2 separate regions of the Mus musculus genome follow, and region 2 is linked to region 1. A link is a contact called in public promoter capture Hi-C data. All regions are on one chromosome and are shown on one strand. The core of a region is the stretch at or near the end of the contact, and the rest is flanking DNA. Distances in the headings are between cores, read along the strand shown. Region 1 holds the start of Idua (iduronidase, alpha-L). Region 2 holds the start of Pgam5 (phosphoglycerate mutase family member 5).

Region 1 (5,145 bases), core at 718-3,217:
TGAACAAATCTTTTTTTAGTTATGATGTGGCTTAGCCCTTAGCACACATCTTTAATTCCAAACAATGAAGGTAAAGTTAGTTTATAGAAGGAAGCACCCATGTTTGAAAATGATGTCTGATTAAATGGCAAAGTGGTAAATCAGAGAATGATTTGACAGAATAGGACTGCCCACATCTCACAAGAAGAGAGAGGAAAGGAAAGCTATTTAAGAGAGAGCAGGAGAGAGGGGAGAGGAAGAGAGGAAGAGGGGAAGAGCAAGCAAGCAAGCAAACAATTTTACTGGGAGAGTTTTACAGAGAGAACAATTTAGGCATAGGTAAAGACAGAATGAGCCAGAGAATGAGAAGGAGTTAGAAGAGTAGAATAGATTGCTGGAGTTAGTTTGAGGTCAAGCAGGGCAAAAAGTCAGAGGCCGAGAGAGAAGCCATACTGAATCAGTCAGCTTGGAGAGGAATTTGAGCCAGATCAGCAGAGTTGAGCAGCCAGCAAGAGTTCATGAAGCATAAGAAAGGGTGAGCTTATTTGACAGTAAGTCTCAGAGACAAAAAACATTCTAGACCTAGTTTAGATTGTACTAGAAACTTCCAGGACTTGTTAAGAAGACTACTAAGGAAACTGAAGAGATGGCTCAGAGATTAAGAGCATTTGTTTTTTTGTAGAAGACCCTAGATCTATTTCTAGTACCTTCATGGCAGCTCAAAAACATCTGTAACTCCAGTTCCAGGAAATCCAGTTTTCTATTCTGACCTCCTCTGACACCAGGCACAGACAAAATGTAAGCAAATCAATCATACTGATAAAATAAAATAAATATATATTTTTTTAAAAGACAGAGCCTCTCTACATAGCCTCAGTTATCCTAGAACTCACTAGATAGACCAGGATGTCCTCATACACACAGAGCTCTCTCGTCGCTGTTTCCTTCCCTTGATGCACTCTGTGGCTACTGGGAATAGGCTAGAGGCCAGGAACTTTTTGGATCACCATTCCAGTAGTGTTTCCCCAACTCCAAAACAGAGTCGGCCTATAGAAGCAGGGCCCTTGAGGGCTGCTGACAATAGAGGCAGAATGACTCCTAGGTCCAAAGTCATAGGCATTGTCTGGACAACACAAAGCTATGGTTACTGTGGATGGCCTTCCCTTGCATGCAGGTACTCAAAGACCTGGGAACACAGTGGGAGAAAGTTTTGCCATGGTGTGTGTGAGGGTGTGTGTGTGTGTGTGTGTGCGCGCGCGCGCGCGCGCGTAGAATTAGGGGTTAAAGGAGCTTGTGGAAGTCCCACTGAATGTTTCCATATAGCTTCTCCTATGCTTATACGAGCAAAGGCCTCATATATCTAGTATCCTGTGTGGAGAATCTGGCGCTGGAGGTCAGAACAAATCCTCTTGGGCCACCATGCCCCTCTGTCTAGTCCAGAGGCCCCGCCTTTGGCAGGACGGCACCGCCCCTCAGGAGGCCCTCTCCAGTCTGGCCCCGCCCACGTGAGCCTGCGCGTTAGGTAGCGCAGTCGGAAGCCGGGAGCGGGCTCTGCCGAGGGCCCTCTCTACACCGCGGACCTGGCTTTATCGTGCGCTTGGAGCTGGGGCGCTCGGGTTGTGGATGGCGGCGGCAGCCGAGCCCGGTGCCCGGACCTGGCCGGGCAGTGGTTCCCCACGTCTTGGCAGCCCGGCCGGCAGTCCAGTGCTGGGCATCTCGGGCCGCACACGCCCGGGGTCAGGGCCGGAGCGGACTAGCAGAGCTATTGGCTCCGCAGCACCTGGCCACAGCTTTCGCAAGGTGACACTCACCAAGCCTACCTTCTGCCACCTCTGCTCGGACTTCATCTGGGGACTGGCTGGCTTCCTGTGCGATGGTGAGAGTCCACCCCGCGTCCTAAGGCCGCTCCCAGGAGCCGATGCCCTCCTTCCCGGGACACTGCCCTGACCTTTGAGACCTGTCCCTCTTGGCAGTGGGTGGGCACAGAGACAGACTCTGGTTTGAGTAGGACTTTCCTATGGAGGTGACACCCTGCTTTTAAGGTCAGGAAGGAGGGGTACCCTGGGTCTGGCCTCTCTTGACCTGAGATCTCAGGATTTCCTAGTGGGAGGTGGAGACCGAGTCGCCATAGTGCAGTGCTGTTGTTGTAATGCAAAGGCGCTGTAAGAGGCAAGGTGTGTGCTGAGGCAGTTGTTGGGCCTGGGCATAGAGATATGAAGGTAAGACTGAGACTTGGGGCAATGGGGCTCCCACTAGTGACCCGTGTCAGTGACTGGGGCAGCAGGAGTGGCTGGCTGTGGGTCCTGGGCATTCTTGTCCCGAGTGCATGCTGATGCACAGAGGGATTTAATGCTGCTCTGTTCAGGCTCAACTGCTTGGAGAGCTAGGCCCAGCCTTCTTTACAGTTGTGGCATGTCCCAGCACAGCTCCCACCCAGCTGCCAAGCCGGCTGGGCAGGACAGAGGATGGCACCTCTTTCTCAGCTCTCCAGGTAATTCCATGACTGCCCCTCTTTTTATTCTTACTCTTGTGAAGAGGCAGCTTCACAAGAAGCTGAGACCCAAATCTGTGGGGGACATCTGGGCCTTTGACAGTGTCACCTGACCAGGGTCCGAAGGTGGGAGCAATGAACCTGCCCTATTTGGGGAACACTAGTGTGCTCTGGGCAGGATCACTGAGGCCATAGCTCCTCACAGAGGCGTGTCTTCTGCTAGTGAGGATGGCAAGGTTGTCATGGGATCTCAGGGCTAGTAGTGACATAGGAGTGGTCACCTGTTTTTCTCTGTCCTATCTGCCCTCTTAAAATATCAGAGTCCCACTGAGATGGAGGCTGTGAGGTATACACTGACTTAGCTGCATATCTGAAGCTATGCCCCAGGCCGTACAAAGGTGGCCTAGGCAGGATGGTCCTCTGACTCACTTTATGGCTGAAAGTCATAGAAGGCATAGTTTGAAGTCTAAGTCTATTCTGGGAAGGTAAAGGTAGTGGAGGCAAACCCACAGATAGGAGGCTAGACCTAGGATCTCTGCAGAACTGAGAGATAATGAAAGTAGGATTTGAATCCAAGGAACCCCTCACAGATTTGACCCCTGAGCCTAGGTCTGTGGAATCAGGAAACCTAAGCAAACTCCTCATGTATAGCAGCCCAAGGTTCTGTTACCCAGAAGAGGGTGCAGAGCCCCTTCTAAGCAGCGTTGTTGTAGCTGTCCTCACAAGGGTATGGGCAGGAGCCTTCCACCTGCAGGAACATAAGACGGTCTCAGCCTACAGGGAAGGCAGCTGGCAAGACCTTTTGAGGTGGAGAAAATTGAGAGCCTGGGAAGATTCCTGTTAGGTCATTACTTAGTCATCCGCTTTTCTCCTAGCATCCTTCAAGCAGAGCATCCCATGGAAAACTTTTGTCTCTTTCTAAGAATGAGGTGTCTGGGGTCTCAGCAGGAGGGAAGCAGCAGCTGGGGCCCTCTGGATAGGCTCTGGCTTCTCAGGCTGACTTAGTAGCCATGTCCCTTCATTTCTACAGCCTCTCATCAGTATCCCACCTGTGGAGCCCAGCCCAGGCCCCTCACTCCCTTGTCCTGCCCTGCCTCTGATATGTCACACAGCTTTCTGTCCCCTCTTGTACATCTCCAAGTTTGTTTCACTGCTGAAGCTCTGCTGTGCTGAGGTCTGGAAACAAGCCCCCCTCCCCAACCAGGTGTGTTTTGTTTATGTGCACCCTGTCTTTGGGGACTCAGCTCTCTGCTCTGTTGGCCCCAGAGACAAGGGAACTGAGGCAGTGTGAGGGGATTGGGCCACTCCCAAGACAGCAGAACACACTCATCTTCCACCATGGTTCTAATATGGCATCCAGCTCCTGAGGATGGTGTTACTGCCTAGGATCACAGGATGAAACAGGGATGGGTACCATGCTCACTGGCTCAGCTCAAGAACTTCCCCCAGTCAGCTCTGGCTGAGTGACCTCTTTATGATGGACTCTTAGCCCTGTTATGGTGTTTAGCAAGGTGGACTGATTGGCACATCTCTTCCCTGCAGTCTGCAACTTCATGTCCCATGAGAAGTGCCTGAAGCAGGTGAAGACCCCGTGCACAAGCATTGCACCAAGCCTCGTCCGGGTGAGTGTGGGGGCAGTACATATGGCTTTCATGGGGTTAAGGGCTGACCTCTGGCTGTCCTTTGCATTATTCAGTTTAGCCACCTCATGGTTAGGGAGCAAAGGGCAGAATTCTGCTCACAATCAAAAAGGAAGGAGCCATTGATGAGCTGAGCACCTTGAGTGGATTTCTAGAGACTGAGAAAAGTCAGTGTCCAAGGGCACATTCTTGTCTATGGAACACTCGGAATGAGGAAGCCAGAGGAACACAGATCAGAGGTTCAAGGTTAGGAAGAGGATGTAGCTGCAAAAGGGCAAATGAGGAGTCCTGGAGTCTGGGTACTATGCTTGGACTGCATGCACTCTCAGTGTTCTGGCTATGACACTGACTAGTTGTGTAAGTTATTAACACTGGAAAATATGTAAAGAGCACAGGGGAATCTCTGGATTGCCTCTGACAGATGCACATAATCCTCTAGAGGTTGTAACATAACAGGTTTATGTAAAAAGCCTCCGAGCCTTGGAGTTGGAGCATGTTTGGGCCATTGACCTTCCTCCACGGGGCTCTGGAGAGAGCAGTGAGGCTCCTAGCAGGTAGAGGGACTTCCTTTCTGTGAGTAATGATAGCAGTGAGAGCAGCATAGCCAGACCCAGCTCAAACAGGTGAGCATGGTGGCCTCACTTCCCATCTGCTGCATCCACAAATGATCGCTGATAGCTGAGCTGCTCTGAACTTGTACTTGCCTGCACTAGTCGGTGGGCCCTGCCTCCCAGCAGGTGGAGGAGAGGAGACGAGTAAGTGGGGGTGAGGGGATGAGGCACCACAGTGAGCAGAAGTTGAAGCTGATGGATGACAAGTGTTCTGAATACTGTCAGCTTTCCCTTTAATGTTGCTGCTTGGTGGATACTTGATTACTAGGTGTGAGTACAAAGGGATCCAAGGATGCTGGCTGCTGTCTCAGGATGCTATGCTTGCCAAGAGGGTTGCCCCTGTGGACGAACATGAACATACTGAGGCTATACCTTTTTAAAACAATCTCAATGCCTTACTTGTGATGAGAAGAAATACTAGTAT
Region 2 (4,698 bases), core at 1,540-4,039, 1.6 Mb before region 1:
GCATATCCCAGCCCACATCATTTAGCTCATTTCCTACATATTGGTTGACACAACTACGTATAGAGAAAGTCAGAATGTACTTTTCTAGTCTCCTCCACTCAGACATTATCATTGTGTTTACAAGTGGTTATATGAACGGGGAGCTGTTCTGGTAGGTAAGCCGATAATCTTTCCCTCATATTTAGCTCTAGATACTATGGCCAACAGTTCCTTTATTTTTAAAAGATTTCACTTATTTTTGTTTTATGTCTGCTTGAGATTATGTCTGTATACCATGTGTGTCCACTGCCCTTAGAGGCCAGAAGAGGGTTTTGGATCACCTGGAACTGGAGTCACAGACTGGTGCTGGAAATAAACTTGAGACCTCTGGAAGAGCAGCCAGTGCTCTTAACCACCTCTCTATTCTCCCCCAAGTCACCCTCTCTTTTTTGAGACAGGGTCTTATGTATTCCAGGCTAGTCTTGAACTCCAAGGATGCCCTTGAACTTGTGAATCTCCTATTTTCACTTCTCATTTGTTGGGATTACAGATGTGCTCCACTATACCTGATTTAGGCAATACTGAGGATGGGATTCAGGGCTTTGCATAAGCTAAACAAGCTCCCTACCGAATGACCTGTGTACCCAGTCTACCAATATCTATATATAAACCCATAAAGTGGTCCTTACAACTGCACTGTCACACGGTGTCACAATTCTGCATGTACCTCCCGCTTATTCTGTCCATTACGCCTTTTCCCTTACTTTGCAGTGATAAAGAGGAGTGCAGAAACAGAAGCAGTTTCCTGAGATGAAGCAACACATTTATTTGTTTACAAATTTAATGCTCAAAATAGCCACGTAAGCCAGGCTTGGTGGCAAGGGCCTTTCCCCCATCACTCAGGGGACAGAGGCAGGTGGATCTCTATGAGTTTGAGGCCAGTCTGGTCTATACAGCATGCCCCAAGGCATCCAAGTCTACACAGTATGATGGGACCCCCATCTCAGAGGAAGGAAAAAGAAAAAGAAAGAAAGACACAGAAAAGGACACCTAGTTCCAAGAGGACAGACTGTGGGAGTCCAAATAATTTAAGGTACCTAGAATACAAATCAGGGAGACCTACATCCCTGTGGGACAAAGAGGCAGTAAGGAAGCACTGTTAAAGAAGAACTATTCTGTAGCTGGGCGTGGTGTCGCACACCATTGATCCCAGCACTCGGGAGGCAGAGGCAGGCGGATTTCTGAGTTCAAGGCCAGCCTGGTCTACAAAGTGAGTTCCAGGACAGCCAGGGCTACACAGAGAAACCCTGTCTCAAAAAAACAAAACAAAATAAAATAAAAAAAAAAGAACTATACTGTAATTTTGTTACAGATTTTTGTTACACACACCCTATTGATGCTTCCTGTGAAAGATTAAAGCATCTAACAGGTCCTGCTCTGGTGCCTGGCTGAGGTCCTGTCAGGAAAGCAGCCTCTTAAGGACAACTAGCCACACTGCCCTCCTGGCAGCCAGTTTAGATATTGGGGCTCACTGGGCAGACACCTCTGCAGTCATATGGGCCACCAGAACCTCCGTGGAAGACTTGCTCCAGTCATGATCTGTCCAGACAGCCTCCACCGACACTGAGCAAGACAGCATGGTAGTGAACTCTGATGACCTTGCAATCGTCTCATCCAGGCCAGGGGGAGGCTCTCCCTTGGTGGCTCTGCAGAAAACCTGCGATTGATTCAAACGTGCATGAAGGACTGCCAGGATTGGGGCTAAGACCCTTGCCATAACACCCTTTTCTCTTTATATATAAGCCGACTGAAACTCACGTTTCAGTCAGTGTGAAATACAGCCTCTGTATCCTTTTTTTTTTTGGTATGTCAGGCCTTAGAGGGTTTTTGTAAAAAAAATTTAATTTATTTTTATCAATAGTAGGGTAGGCTGAGCTAGGAACACCAAAAGGCTGAGGCTAGAGAGAATAGAGAGCTGAGGTGAAAGAAGGCTGTGGAAAAAACAGATCCTGTTGCTAAGACTTTTAGGGAGCTGTCTAGCCAAAGGACCGCCTTAGCCATTGTGGAAGGCCAAGGGTTCTGAGAATGTCTGAGGTTAGAGGTTCATTCAGGAGCAGTAATATTACCAAATGCCTGCTGCTGTTCATTGTTGCTCAAAGATGAAAATTATAACAGCTGCCAAGTGCTGGGCCGCTTGGTAGTTAAAGCCCAAGCCTGGAGCTGTAAGTCCGTGGGCCTGCCAGTCTAGTCCCTAGGCCTTGGGTACAATGGCCCTGGAAGAGCAGGTGGACACCTTTCCTACACAGAAGGACCCGGTCAATTGGTCAAAAGCAACTAGAGCGGTAAAACTTGGAGGCGCGATGGTAGGTGCCAGGGACTAGGGGTGGGGAATGGAGGGTTGATAGTTGAATGAAGAAGGTTCTTAGGGAAAAAAATGGAAAGAATTCAGGAGGTGAAAGTTGAGAGTATGCATACACTTAAAGATTACAAATGAAAACATAAAAACTTCAAATTGAAGTGCCAAACTTGAGGTTTTTCAATTCATATAAACCCAGTGCCTGCAGGCAGATTTCTGAGTTCGAGGCCAGCCTGGTCTACAGAGTGAGTTCCAGGACAGCCAGGGCTACACTGAGAAACCCTGTCTCGAAAAACCAAAAAAATAAAATAAAATAAATAAATAAACCCCAGTGCCTGATTTCCACCCACTAAAGGGCAGGCATCTGCGCCTGCTACCCTGCGACCACCGGCAGGTGGCGCCCTGGGCCGCGTTTCCTGATTCGTCGGGGGGGGGGGAAGGGGCGGGACTTCCACCAGCCGGAAGCGGAAGTCTGCTCCTGGCGTCCCGCCGTCAGGTCGCGCGATTTGCGGCATGGCTTTCCGGCAGGCGCTTCAGCTGGCGGCCTGTGGTCTGGCCGGTGGCTCGGCCGCTGTTCTCTTCTCGGCGGTCGCGGTAGGGAAGCCGCGAGGTGGCGGGGATGCAGACACGCGCGCGACCGAGCCGCCGGCCTGGACAGGAGCGCGAGCCGGGCGCGGCGTCTGGGACACCAACTGGGACAGGTGCGGGGACGGGAGGTTTGGGCTCGGCCCTGCTTCCTCACCTCCATCCCGGGATGGCGGAGATCGGTGCTCTGAAGGGAAGGGGACGCTGCGTGCTAGTGGGTCTTGAGTTTGTGTGAATCGGTGGCAGTGCCTGGATGGCGCACCTCCCGAAGGTCTTCGCGCCTGGGCCACCCGTCTCTCTGAGGGACCTCTAACCGCCCGGACCCCATACTCGAAGAGTCCTTGTTCAGAGACAGTGCACCAGGTCTTTGTCCCAGGACCACCATCCTCTGTGGGCCTGAAATTCCAAAGGATTAAGTCTTACTCAGAGTCAGGGTCTTGATAGACAGCCAGGTTTGCCTCACAAATTCTCCTCCTGCAGCTTGGGGAAGATTGGGACTGCAAGCATGCTATCCCTTCAGAGGCCAGAGAACCCGTGCGTGAAGTAGAGCCAAGGGTTGGGTTACCCATGGAAGCCGGGTACAGTGGCATGTATAGCGAGTGGCATGCAGCTTTAATCCCAGCACTGGGAGTCAGAGGCAGGCAGAACTCTGAATTCTGGGCTATATAGAAACACCTTGTCTCAAAAAAAAAAAAAAAAAAAAAAGAAAGAAAGAAAAAAGAAATGACCTGATTTTAAATGTTTCATATTTGCTTGCTGTGTCTGCTTACGTGGATGGATTGGTACAGTGGCCTTGTTAGGTGGGGAAGGATGCATGACAGATGGATCAACAAGTGCCGGAAGGGACTAAAAGGGGCATATCCACTTGGTTTCTTTCTGGTATGCCTTCCTCTCTGACAGTCGTCTCCAAATTTTGTCTGGTCCAGCCCCACACACGGCCCTGTAGCTGCAGCAAGACTTTGGCCTGGTCTGTATATGGGACTAACACCCCAGGTTAGCCTGCTCAGATCATGCTTGAGCCGCCACCACCACCCTTTCCAGACCTTCCTCTTCCACCATTGTGTTAATTTGGGCAGCTCTGACTTGTCCTATTCCTGCCTCCTACATTTAACTGAGTAGCTTCAGTTTCTTCGGCTCCTACGTCCACTCCACTAACTACAGTCCTCAACATTGTGATGGCCACTACCCCAGTGACTGCTCAACACTTAAAGTGTGTTTAGTGTGACTTAGAAAAGAGCTCTATTTTTATTTGATTTAAAATTAATTATAGTAATCCCTCTGTATGGTGGGGGATTGGGTCCATGATCCCTGAACATATCAAACTCTGTGGATGTTCATGATAATGAAGTATTTACAGATAACCTAGGCATCTAGCTTATCCTCCTGTATACTTTAAATCATTCCTAGATTATTTATCACACTCAGTACAATAAAATTGCTACCTAAGTAGTTGTTAAAATATATAGCTTGAGGTTTTAAAAAAAAATCACATACAAAAAGGTCTGTTTAGTTCAGATGCAAACTTTTGAGTATTTTTTGATGCCCGGTTGATTGAATATTGAGTGTGGAATCTTGAGCTACGAAAGACCTAAGTATAGTTAGACTTACTTATTCAACCTGGCCTTTTGTGATCCTTCCGCCTCAGCTTTTCCAGAGTGTGAGGAGTCCAGACTTGTACTGTGAGAAAGCACAGCCAAGGTCCTGTGCCTAGTATTTTTAACTTACGTTAGGGATGTTAGTATATGCTCGCTTGTACTCCTCATACTTGGAAGGCTGAA

Evidence for each region. Capture Hi-C pulls out chosen DNA fragments and counts their contacts.
Region 2: a contact with region 1 is called in a promoter capture Hi-C map of liver, with 4 times the contacts expected there. The contact joins the promoter of Pgam5 here to the promoter of Idua in region 1. A contact is called at or near these places in 1 of 39 promoter capture datasets (pre-B cells), 2 of 115 datasets of contacts at active chromatin or transcription factors (astrocytes and kidney) and 1 of 9 other capture datasets (liver).

The regions. Positions count from the first base shown.
Region 1 is chr5:108,657,153-108,662,297 of GRCm38.p6, reverse strand. Idua (iduronidase, alpha-L) reads right to left here and starts at 1,967. Exons shown (of 15, transcript NM_008325.4): 1 at 1,800-1,967. It overlaps Dgkq (diacylglycerol kinase, theta), which reads left to right and starts at 1,468. Exons shown (of 23, transcript NM_199011.2): 1 at 1,468-1,855; 2 at 4,013-4,092. The coding sequence starts at 1,603.
Region 2 is chr5:110,267,990-110,272,687 of GRCm38.p6, reverse strand. It overlaps Pgam5 (phosphoglycerate mutase family member 5), which reads left to right and starts at 2,789. Exons shown (of 6, transcript NM_001163538.1): 1 at 2,789-3,036. The coding sequence starts at 2,849.